Linked DNA regions of Dromaius novaehollandiae: region 1 is linked to region 2. Evidence: chromatin contacts called from public Hi-C data. All regions are on one chromosome and are shown on one strand. Each heading gives the region's core, a stretch centred on a gene start, on an enhancer-like site or on the middle of the called end of the contact. The rest is flanking DNA. Distances are from core to core; before and after follow the strand shown. Region 1 holds the start of TMEM220 (transmembrane protein 220). Region 2 holds the start of ELAC2 (elaC ribonuclease Z 2).

Region 1 (4,829 bases), core at 1,119-3,618, 430 kb after region 2:
AGACCCCAGACCAAAATATTACTATTGGTCCAAACTACCGCGTGAGGGGTGGAGAGCATAGATTGGAAGGTATAATTGCCCAGGGATTTCTTTGTTTGGGGTCCCTCTTCGGAGGCACCCAGCTCGAGCTGTAATTACTGCACGCGTGTCATTAAAATTTAATTATTTAATTTGCTTTGATTTGGCTCTGAACTTTTCTGCGGGAACCTAGGGTCAGGCCCTGTTATGGTGGCTGGCAAGCCTAATTTCCATAACAGCCTGCATGGATGAACAAGGAGCTCCTGGCTAAGCTCAAACATAAAAAGGAAGAGTGCAAGAGATGCACAGGGACGGGTGACTGTCCAAGTAGGTGGAGATGGGGTTAGGCGAGCTAAAGACTATCTGGAGTTGAAACTGTCAAGGAACGTGAAAGGCAACAAGAAAGGCTTCTACAAGGACATGAGTGGCAGGGGAAATGTGGGCCTGCTGCTGAATGAGGCAGGGGCCCTGGTGACAAAGGACATGGAAAAGGCTGAAGTACTGAATGCCTTCTCTGCCTCAGTCTATACTGGTAAGACTGACCTTCAGAAATCCCAGGCCCCAGAGACCAGGGAGAAAGTCTGGAGAAAGGAAGGCTTTCCCTTGGTGGAAGAGGATCACATTAGAGATCACTTAAGCAAACTACGCATACACAGGTCCATTGGCCCTGATGGGGTCACTCACAAGAGCTGAGCAAGCTGGCTGATGGCATTACAAAGCCACTCTCAGTCATCTTTGAAGGGTCATGGCAATCAGGAGAGGTGCCTGACAACTGGAAGAAAGCACTCCATTCTTCAAAAGGGGCAAGGAGGAGGACCCAGGCTGGTGAGCTTCACCTCAGTCTCTGGGAAGGTGACAGAACAGCTAATCTTGAGTACCATTTCCAGACACATGAAGGCCAGGAAGGTAATTGGGAAGAGTCAGCACGGGTTCACAAAGGGGGAATCATTATAGCCTTCTACAATGGAACGACTGGCTGGTTAGATGAGGGGAGAGCAGTGGATGTTGTCTGTGTTGACTTCAGTAAAGGCTTTTGACACTGTCTCATGTAACATCCTCATAGGCAAGGTGAGGAAGTATGGCTATATGAGCAGACAATGAGATGGACTGAAAACTGGCCAAACTGCCAGGTTCAGAAGGTTGTGATCTGTGGTGAGAAGTCTAGTTGGAGGCCAGTAACTAGTGGTGTACCCCCAGCAGTCATACTGGGTCCAATACTGTTTAACATCTCCATCGATAACCTGGGTGATGGGACAGAGTGTACCCTCACAATTTTGCTGGTGATACAAAACTGGGAGGAGTGACTGATACACTGGAGGGTTGTGCTGTCAGTGAGAGGGATCTCAACAGGCTGGAGAAATGGGCAGACAGGAACCTTATGACAGTGCAAATTCCTGCACCTGGGGAGGAAAAATCCCATGCACCACTACATCCCGGAGGCCAACCGTCTGGAAAGGAGCTTTTCAGAGAAGGACCTGGGATTCCTGGTGGACAGGCTGACCATGAGCCAGCAGTGTGCCATTGTGGCAAAGGAGGCCAATGGTGTCCTGGGCTGCACTGGGAATAGTGTTGCCAGGAGGTGGAGGGCAGTGTCCCTTTCCCCCTGCTCAGCCCTGGCGAGGCTGCACCTGGAGTGCTTGTGCAGTTCTGGGCTCACCTGTACAAGAGAGTTATGGAGCTGCAGGAGCGAGTCCAGTGAAGAGCTGCTAGGATGATTAAGGGACTAGAGCACCTCTGGTATGAGGAGGGGCTGAGAGATGAGGAGAAGAGAAGGCCTGGGGGGATCATATCAGCGTGTATAGCATCTGATGGCAAGGTGTAGGGAAGATGGGGCCACTGTTTTCAGTGGTGCCCAGTGACAGGACAAGAGGCAATGGGCACAAAGTGACACACAGGAGCAGGGGGGTTCGATCAGATGAATTCCAAAGGTCCCTTCCCACCTCAACGATTCCGCGAAGCGTTCAGGTGTCGGCAACGCCTTCACAGACCTTCTTACCCTTCTATCATCTGCTTTCCTCTCCCTCCCATGGCGTGTTACAAAATAAGCTATTGTACTGGGAAGCTGAACTTCCTGCTAACAATGATACAGCTTTACTCCCTTGAGGAATGTCATTCTCAAACTCTCTTTCTTTCTGTTCTTTCAGAGGAGGGTGTAAAAAAGGCTCTGTGTGCGGGGGAATGAGGAGAAATCGGTACCGGCTGCAGCCCGAGCCTCAGGGCGCAGCCCTGCCCTGGCAGAGGTGGTGCAGCGCCTCACTCGCCCTCCCGCCCCGCCGCGCCCCCCCCGCGGCTGCCCCCTCCCCGGCGCCTGGCGCTGCCCTCGGCCCCGCCCCTCCCGCGGCTGGCGGGGGCGGTGCTGAGCTGCGCGGCGGGGCGGGGGGGCGCGGCGGGGCCCCGCGCGGCCATGGCGGGCGGCCGCGGCGCGGGGCGGCTGTGGCGGCTCTGCAACCTGCTCATGGCCGCCTTCTTCGGGCTGGCGGCCGTCGTGCAGGTGAGGCGGCGGCGGGGCGGCCGGGGAGGCTGCGGGCGGCCCTGCGGGAGCGCGCGGGGCCCGGGCTGGGGCTCGCCGGGCTCCGAGGGGCTCTTGTTCTCCCCGCGACGTGCCGCCGGAGCGGGGCCTCTCCGGTAGCAGGGTTAAACACGCTCTGAGCGTTGCTTCCTCTGCAGGTGAACGACCCTGACGCCGGACTGTGGATAGTGAGTATGGCTCCGCGTCTTCCTCCTGGGAACCTTGAGCAGGTCTCCGGGAAAAGGGCAGAAGCCCAGGGGCTGCGCGGCGTGGGATGCTGTCACCCCGGCAGGCCGCCGGAGGCCTCAGCCCCGCTCAGGGTGCTCCCATCTGCCCGAGCGTGCTCTGAAACGGGGCTTGGAGTAGCGAAAACCTGCTCCCTGCTTTTAGCCGAAGAGCAAATAGGTCCCTGGGAAATGGTCTCTTTTCTCCCCGTACCATCACTGAGGTGTTACTGTAGTGATGACTGAGGTCTGACTGTACTTCCAGGATTTTCTGTTTCACCTCAAATTTGCACCCGCTTCAGTGTTTTCTGTGCCAAGCACCACTTGTCTTGTTCCTCCTTCCCTGAGCCTGAGACCGCCTGACCAGGCTACCTCCCATCTTCACATGAGTTGTTGAAGTTGCTTTAAATCCCCGGCTTGACTGCATTGTGTCGACCGCTCAAATCAACAGGGGCTTTCTGGCAGCTCAGAAGAAACCCAAGGAAAATTCCCTCTTCTCTTTCCACTCTGCCACTCCTCTCTCTCTGCAGGCATGTGGACAGCATGGTGCCTCTGATTCACTATCGATACGGTTTGGAGCTGGGGCTACAAAGTAGGGTTGTCTTTGCAAGCGGCAGGAGCCGCTGCGTGGTCAGGGGTTGTCCCCTTCTCCGTGCACTTTCCCTGTGTAGGTGAGCGCAGCCGTCCACAGCTGGTTGTGTTGCAGCGTTAGCTTTTCCAAGGAGAGCCACCCAGCGCAGACAGATGGGCACAGGGTACAGAGGAGTCTCCTAAGGGCTTTCCCTGGAGGATCAGGATGCAGCACAGGGACTAGCCTGAGTGAGGGGAAGGTGGGATGCGGGGCACTGCTGGAGACCTGTGCAGAGAGCTGGTCAGGCCCTGAGGACTCAGGTTGCCCTGAATCTGAGGCGCAAGGGCTGGGGCTCAGCTTGTCCGAAGACTGTACGGTGCAATGATACTGCTTGGTGAGCAGGGAAGCATTCCGGGTTGTTGCGCATAAAAGAGCACTATTGGTCTAGAGGTATGCCAGAAAGACTTAAAACTGTTCTGTGCATCTGACAAACTACTATGGAAAAGAAGGGGAGCCTAGTCTAAAAACAGAAGTATCTGTGCAGATGAATGCTTCTACTTCCTTACGTTGCTGGCGTTTGCTACAGAGTAGATGTATGTCTCCTTAACAGGTAGTCTACTTTGTGCCCGCTGCCCTTACGCTGTTTGTTGGCCTTAACCCCTCGATAACAGGTATGATACTATGTGTAAAACAGAATTTCTGGTCAAAGTTCACCCCCAAAAGGCTTGGTTTTATTGAGTCATAGATTAAGATCAGGCTGCATGGAAACACTACCTGCTGGTAGCCTATTTCTAGAAAAGATGGCCTTTGCTTTAGTATTTGTGGTTGAACATGATTGAAATGTAACTCAGGACCCCTGAAGAAGGCATACCACTGGGGTAGTCTTATCATTGCACTCCAATTACAGTTCTCTAAGAATAAATGGAGCAGAAGCCTGGGAGCATGTGTTAACCCTGGCTTTGACATTGACATTAGCAGGTTGTCTAATCCATGTTGTTTCCTTGTTGTAAAACTGGAATTTTGCTTATCTACCTCATATAAAAGCAGTTAAGCTCTGTACAGTACTTTGAAGAGCTAAAGGTGTTATTTAGCGTAAGTGTTATGACTGCCACACAAAGTGCATGTACAGCAATATAGACTTTTAGATAATTTTCTGTTATGGTTGAATACCAAGGATGTATGCTAAGAGGGCAAAATCAGGCTACAGTCACTACATGTAGAGAGAATCTATGAGATCTGATTAGACCCAGGACTCAAGAAAATAGGTATTTTTTTAAAAAAACAGTGGAAATAATTTTAAAATATTTTTGTATACAAAAAGTGACTGTATTTCATCTGGATGAATACTGCTTTGAATAAGCTAAAACGACACTTATGCCAAAAAGAAATATTTCCAGGAGTGCCTGTTCTTGTCACAAATAATACCATTAAAGGCTCTCAGCATTCTGACTACTCTAGGCACGAAAGGTGGCAGCATTTGAGAAAACTCAAAGGGTGGCTGTCTGTG
Region 2 (4,553 bases), core at 1,896-4,395:
AACCTGCCCCAGAATAAAGAACTCTTCACCCAGTCTGACTTGCTCATGCATATTCTATCCACCACTGGTCCAAGTCCTTCAAATTCTCTCAAAACAGCTAGACTGCGTAAAGCCTATGCCCATGCCCTAAGTTTTGCAGTTTTCAGTAGTAGGAAAACTCAAGCTGTTTAAAAAAAAAAAAAAAAAAAAAAAAAAGCCCCATTCCAAATGTTATTCTACACACCCACACAAAAAGGAAGAAACTAAGGCCCTGACTCAGCACATCTTGTTTCTTTGAAAGAGATTCATCTTCTGAGAACAAATACGCAAATATATAAACCTCTCCCTACTCAGACTTGCAAATAGAAGCCACTCCCATAACCATCTTAAAGCATAGTTATTAAGCATGCATTTTTCCTCTCTGACTCTGGCTTCACACACTCACCTATAAGAGGTATTTGGTAGACTGTCATCGTCTCATCCTTATACTCCGGCTCTGTGTGCAACTGTACAGCTTGAAAGAGATAAAAGTAGGCATTAACAAGTTAATAAGAAGAGATCGAAACTCTAGAAGAATTCAAGAAGTCAGAAAAAGACTTTTTTCCTCCCTCAGAGAAAAACTGCAGAAGACCCCCACCTCATTGCAAAGATTAGTGAATGACTGAAGCTCTTAAAAGTCCACCATCCACAAAACCACAGCAAGGAGGTTCATTAGCAGTCTCTAGAGGCATATTGCCTCAACAATGCTTTCAAGCTGAATTCTGCTATTAGTCAGGCAGACTGGCAGCTGCCTACCAGAAACAGCGCTGGAAACAGTTTTTTTCTCACAGGTAGTTCTTGTGATGGATTTGAATATCAAATGGGATCAAAACACAACTGTTCAAAACTTTCTTCAAAAGGATCTGAACTACAGCCATTTTTTCTGAAATTATTCCAGCTCAACACAATTTTGGTCACAGCTGAAACCAAAAGAATTTGTTATAGGTTCATATTTAGTTACAAATCACTGATGTACATACCTAAGTCCATTCTCTTTAAGGGTCCAGGAAAGAGTCGAATGGCTTTCAAGTAGCTTTGCTGGAAAAGAGAGAGTGTTTTGGGAAGCCACCCCCAACCAGTATAAAAAGGTAAAGTTACAGTTTTCCTTCCAGTAAAGTATAATCAAAGACTGAACTCCTAGTCAAGAGAAACTTGGACACTACATAGCAAGCCAGAAAACATTGAGCTGGTGTCTCACCTACAGCACATGTTACCCATTTAGAAAGGGAATGGAAAAACAAAGGTGAAGAATCCCCCCTGCAAGCCCTCCTCTTGCTTCAGCATAAATACCCAACAGATACCGCAATGTAATAAAACAATTCTGAGGATTGGAAATTCTTTGCTTAGACATGGCATTAGGGTGGCAAGCATTACCTTGAGCAGAAAATCAGATATCAAGTTTCTAGTAAAAGAATATGTGAAGAGGGAAAGCAGACAGGATAAAAAAAACGATCCCCTTCTTTCTAGAATGTGATTTACTAGGAATTTAGCTGACAAGACAGTTTCAAGGAGCAGAAGTCTGACACTGCTCTGTGTGCAACTGAATAGACTTGCTCTGTAAAGTCAGTCCTTCAGGCAGAACCAAACAGGCCAGCACTAACTCAGACCAGCACCTTATACCTGTAAGATGATTCACTGCCTTGACACCAGTTCCCCAATTGCAAGGTAAGCTTTAATGCTTGAAAGCTTCCCTCCTGCTTCTGCAAGCTTCCACTACTTACCAGCTTTGGTGGCCCTAAGAAAACACATCTTTGAAGCCCCATAGCCTTTAATGTGAGAATCATGCCTAAAACAAAGCAAAGCAGAGAGACAGCTTTATCACAGCCCCACAGTCCTTCGGCAGATCATGCAAGAAAGATCCCTCTCGCTGCCAAGGAGCACCTGGCCTCTCAGTGAAGATCAGACCTGAACTCAGATCTAAATTCAAATTTACCTTGGCTTTGTGCCAGTTTCAACAAGTCACTTATCTCCATGTATCTTCATAGTCAAAACTGACAACAAGGTACCCAATCTCCGAAAATCTCCAAGAAAGGAGATGGAAAAGAATTTCTGCCTGATCTAACCTCATCCTGGTTTGAGTACAGCGGTCAACCAGAAACCTCTGGAAGTCCCTTCCCACTGAATTATTCTGACTCACAAAAAAGCTCCAAACTGGCAAAATAGGAATAGCAATGCTTCTACCCTAGAACATTTTGGGAAGATAAAGCCATGTGCACTGGTGAGGCAGCGCCTCTTCCCCCACGTGTCAGCAGGATGCAGGGAACACACTACAGCTGAGAGCACTGCAGAGCCCCACGTGCAACCACACCGCTCTGACAGCGCTTCTCCTCTCTCCATCTCTACATAAAAGACCTCAGGTACCACCCTCGGGACATCTGGCAGAGCAACCACCGCTGGCCTAGACACAACTGCTGCCCACAGCAAGCTCTAGCGAGTGGAAGTGGCCCTGGAGCCAGGCCGGCACTGGGGCTCCCGGCCAGCCAGCCCCGCTCACCTGGCAGCCCACCAACGTTGGCCCAGGCCACCCGGCTCAGGAAGATGCTGTCCAAGTGGGAGATCTTCAGCCTGAGGAGAAAGATGGGGAGTAAGTCGGGACCGAGACAGCCCCAGAGACCCGGGGGGGGGGGGGGGGCGCTCCCGGTATCCCGCACTCACTTGTGCTCCTGCATGGCCCGCTGGATGCCCTCGCCGCAGTTGAAGAGGTACCTGAGGGAAACGGAGGGTCAGGCTAGGCCCGGACGGGACGCCCCGACGCCCTGGGCCCAGCCGGGGACGGGACGCCCCAGGCCGGGGCGGGGCGGGCCCCGGGCCTCCACTCACCGGTTGAACTCGGAGAAGACGTAGACGGCGGCGCCGGCGTCGCGGCTCCCGGCCGCCACTACCTGCACGTAGACGGTGTTGGGCCCCGCCAGGCCCGTGCCCGCGCTCCGCCGCCGCTCGCGGGCCCACACGTGCCGCGGCACGTCCTTGGGCCGCCGCGCCGGCCGCGCCGCCGCCGAGGGCCCCTCCGCCATGGCGCGGCCCAGCGACAGCCGCCGCCGCGCGCCGCGGACACCCAGCGCCCGCGCCAGGGCCCACATCCGCGCGCGCACCCCACCCCCCCTCCTCCTCCTCCCCGCCCCGTCGGGAGCCGCCCGCCGCCAATAGGGGGGCAGCAGCCCCCGGCGCCCCTCGCCATATGATGCGGACTAGCCAATGAGAAGCGAGCGGCGTCCCCGCCGCCCCGCCTCCGCGGCTCCGTTCTCGGGCCCGGCCCGATGACCGGCATTGTGCGTTCGGTGTGACGTCTTCCGTCACGTGGCAGGCCCTGCCCAATCGAGCCTGCGGGACCGCTGCGGCGCGGCGCCCGGCGACCCCCTGCGGGAGCCCAGCAACGCGCGGCCGCGGGGAACGGGGAGTGGGGGGGGCGTTGCGCGGCCGCCTCCTGGCTCCGTGCGCGGGCCGCGGCGGCCGTTGGCGCGGCCGCTCCGGGCCCGCGGGGCCCCGGCTGGGGGAGGGGGTGCTGCCGCCGCGGCCGCCCGTCCCGCCGCTTCCCCCGCCGGGGTCCCCAGGCTCGCTCAGGCTGGGGCTCCCTTCAGCAACTCCCGCCGGTCGCTGTGGGGATGAGGCGGGGCCCGCAGGGCAGGGCCGGGCCGGGGAGGCCTGCGGGCCGCCTCGGGAAGGGCTTGGGCCGAGCCTGCGTTCACGGCAGCTCCTGGCCCGGCGGCCGAGGCGGGACGCGCAGGGCCTGGGAGCCGGACCTCCAATGCCTGCTTGGAGGTCGTGGAGGGGCCAGACCCAGCTCTTCACAGTATATCAGCACAGGGCAACAGACATAAATTAAAATGAGAGAGGCTGCAGCTGAACATAAGGGAAAACTTTTTCCCTACGAGGGCAGTGACCAACTGCAGCAGGTACCCTGCAGGGCTGTGCAGTCCCCTCCTCGGAGGTTTCCGAGATCAGACTGGATAAAGTCCTGAGCAGCCTGGTGTGACCTCAGAGCTGACCCTGCTTTGAGCACAAAGTTGGACTAGGGGCTTTGGAAGGTCCCATCCAACCTGCGTTATCCGATGATTCTTTAGCCTCCTTCTCACAGTTTTGCCGTTGCTCACGAATTCCTGTTCCATTATGTGCCTTGTCCAGGACCTGTTTATGAATACTAGATGATCCAGGCCTTGGATCTGTTTATTTTTTAACTACAAATCTACTGCGATTTCTTAGGCTTCTCTTGGGCTTTCTGTTTGGTTTAAAAAGAACAAGTAAATTTTACTGTAACCAGAGTACCCCAACATAAACAATGTTAATCATCAATAACCCTCTTCTTCCATACTTCCAAAGGCAAACCTTATCTTTCCCAGTGCTTTGCTCTCCAAACACTGTCTCCCTTTATTCTTAGTGCCAAAGTTCTTCCCTTTCTTCTCCAGTGATCCAAGCAAACAGTTTGAGTGGACCTGTCTAGGAATACAAACCTCTAGATCTTGCCATGGCTGTTTACAGATGTTCTGTAAGCCTTTGTTCAGTCTGTCCCAGTCTATAGTTCACTTACAATCTCTCCT

The links. A called contact is a pair of places that touch in the nucleus more often than the background predicts.
Region 1: a Hi-C map of brain shows a contact between it and region 2, with 4 times the contacts expected there. The contact joins the promoter of TMEM220 here to the promoter of ELAC2 in region 2. A contact is called at or near these places in 2 of 4 Hi-C or Micro-C datasets (brain and ovary).

What each region holds. Positions count from the first base shown.
Region 1 is chr18:6,472,295-6,477,123 of bDroNov1.hap1, forward strand. TMEM220 (transmembrane protein 220) reads left to right here and starts at 2,369. Exons shown (of 6, transcript XM_026120604.2): 1 at 2,369-2,509; 2 at 2,686-2,715; 3 at 3,933-3,993. The coding sequence starts at 2,423.
Region 2 is chr18:6,038,112-6,042,664 of bDroNov1.hap1, forward strand. It overlaps ELAC2 (elaC ribonuclease Z 2), which reads right to left and starts at 3,146. Exons shown (of 24, transcript XM_026120609.2): 1 at 2,839-3,146; 2 at 2,674-2,724; 3 at 2,513-2,583; 4 at 1,740-1,804; 5 at 999-1,056; 6 at 425-493. The coding sequence starts at 3,098.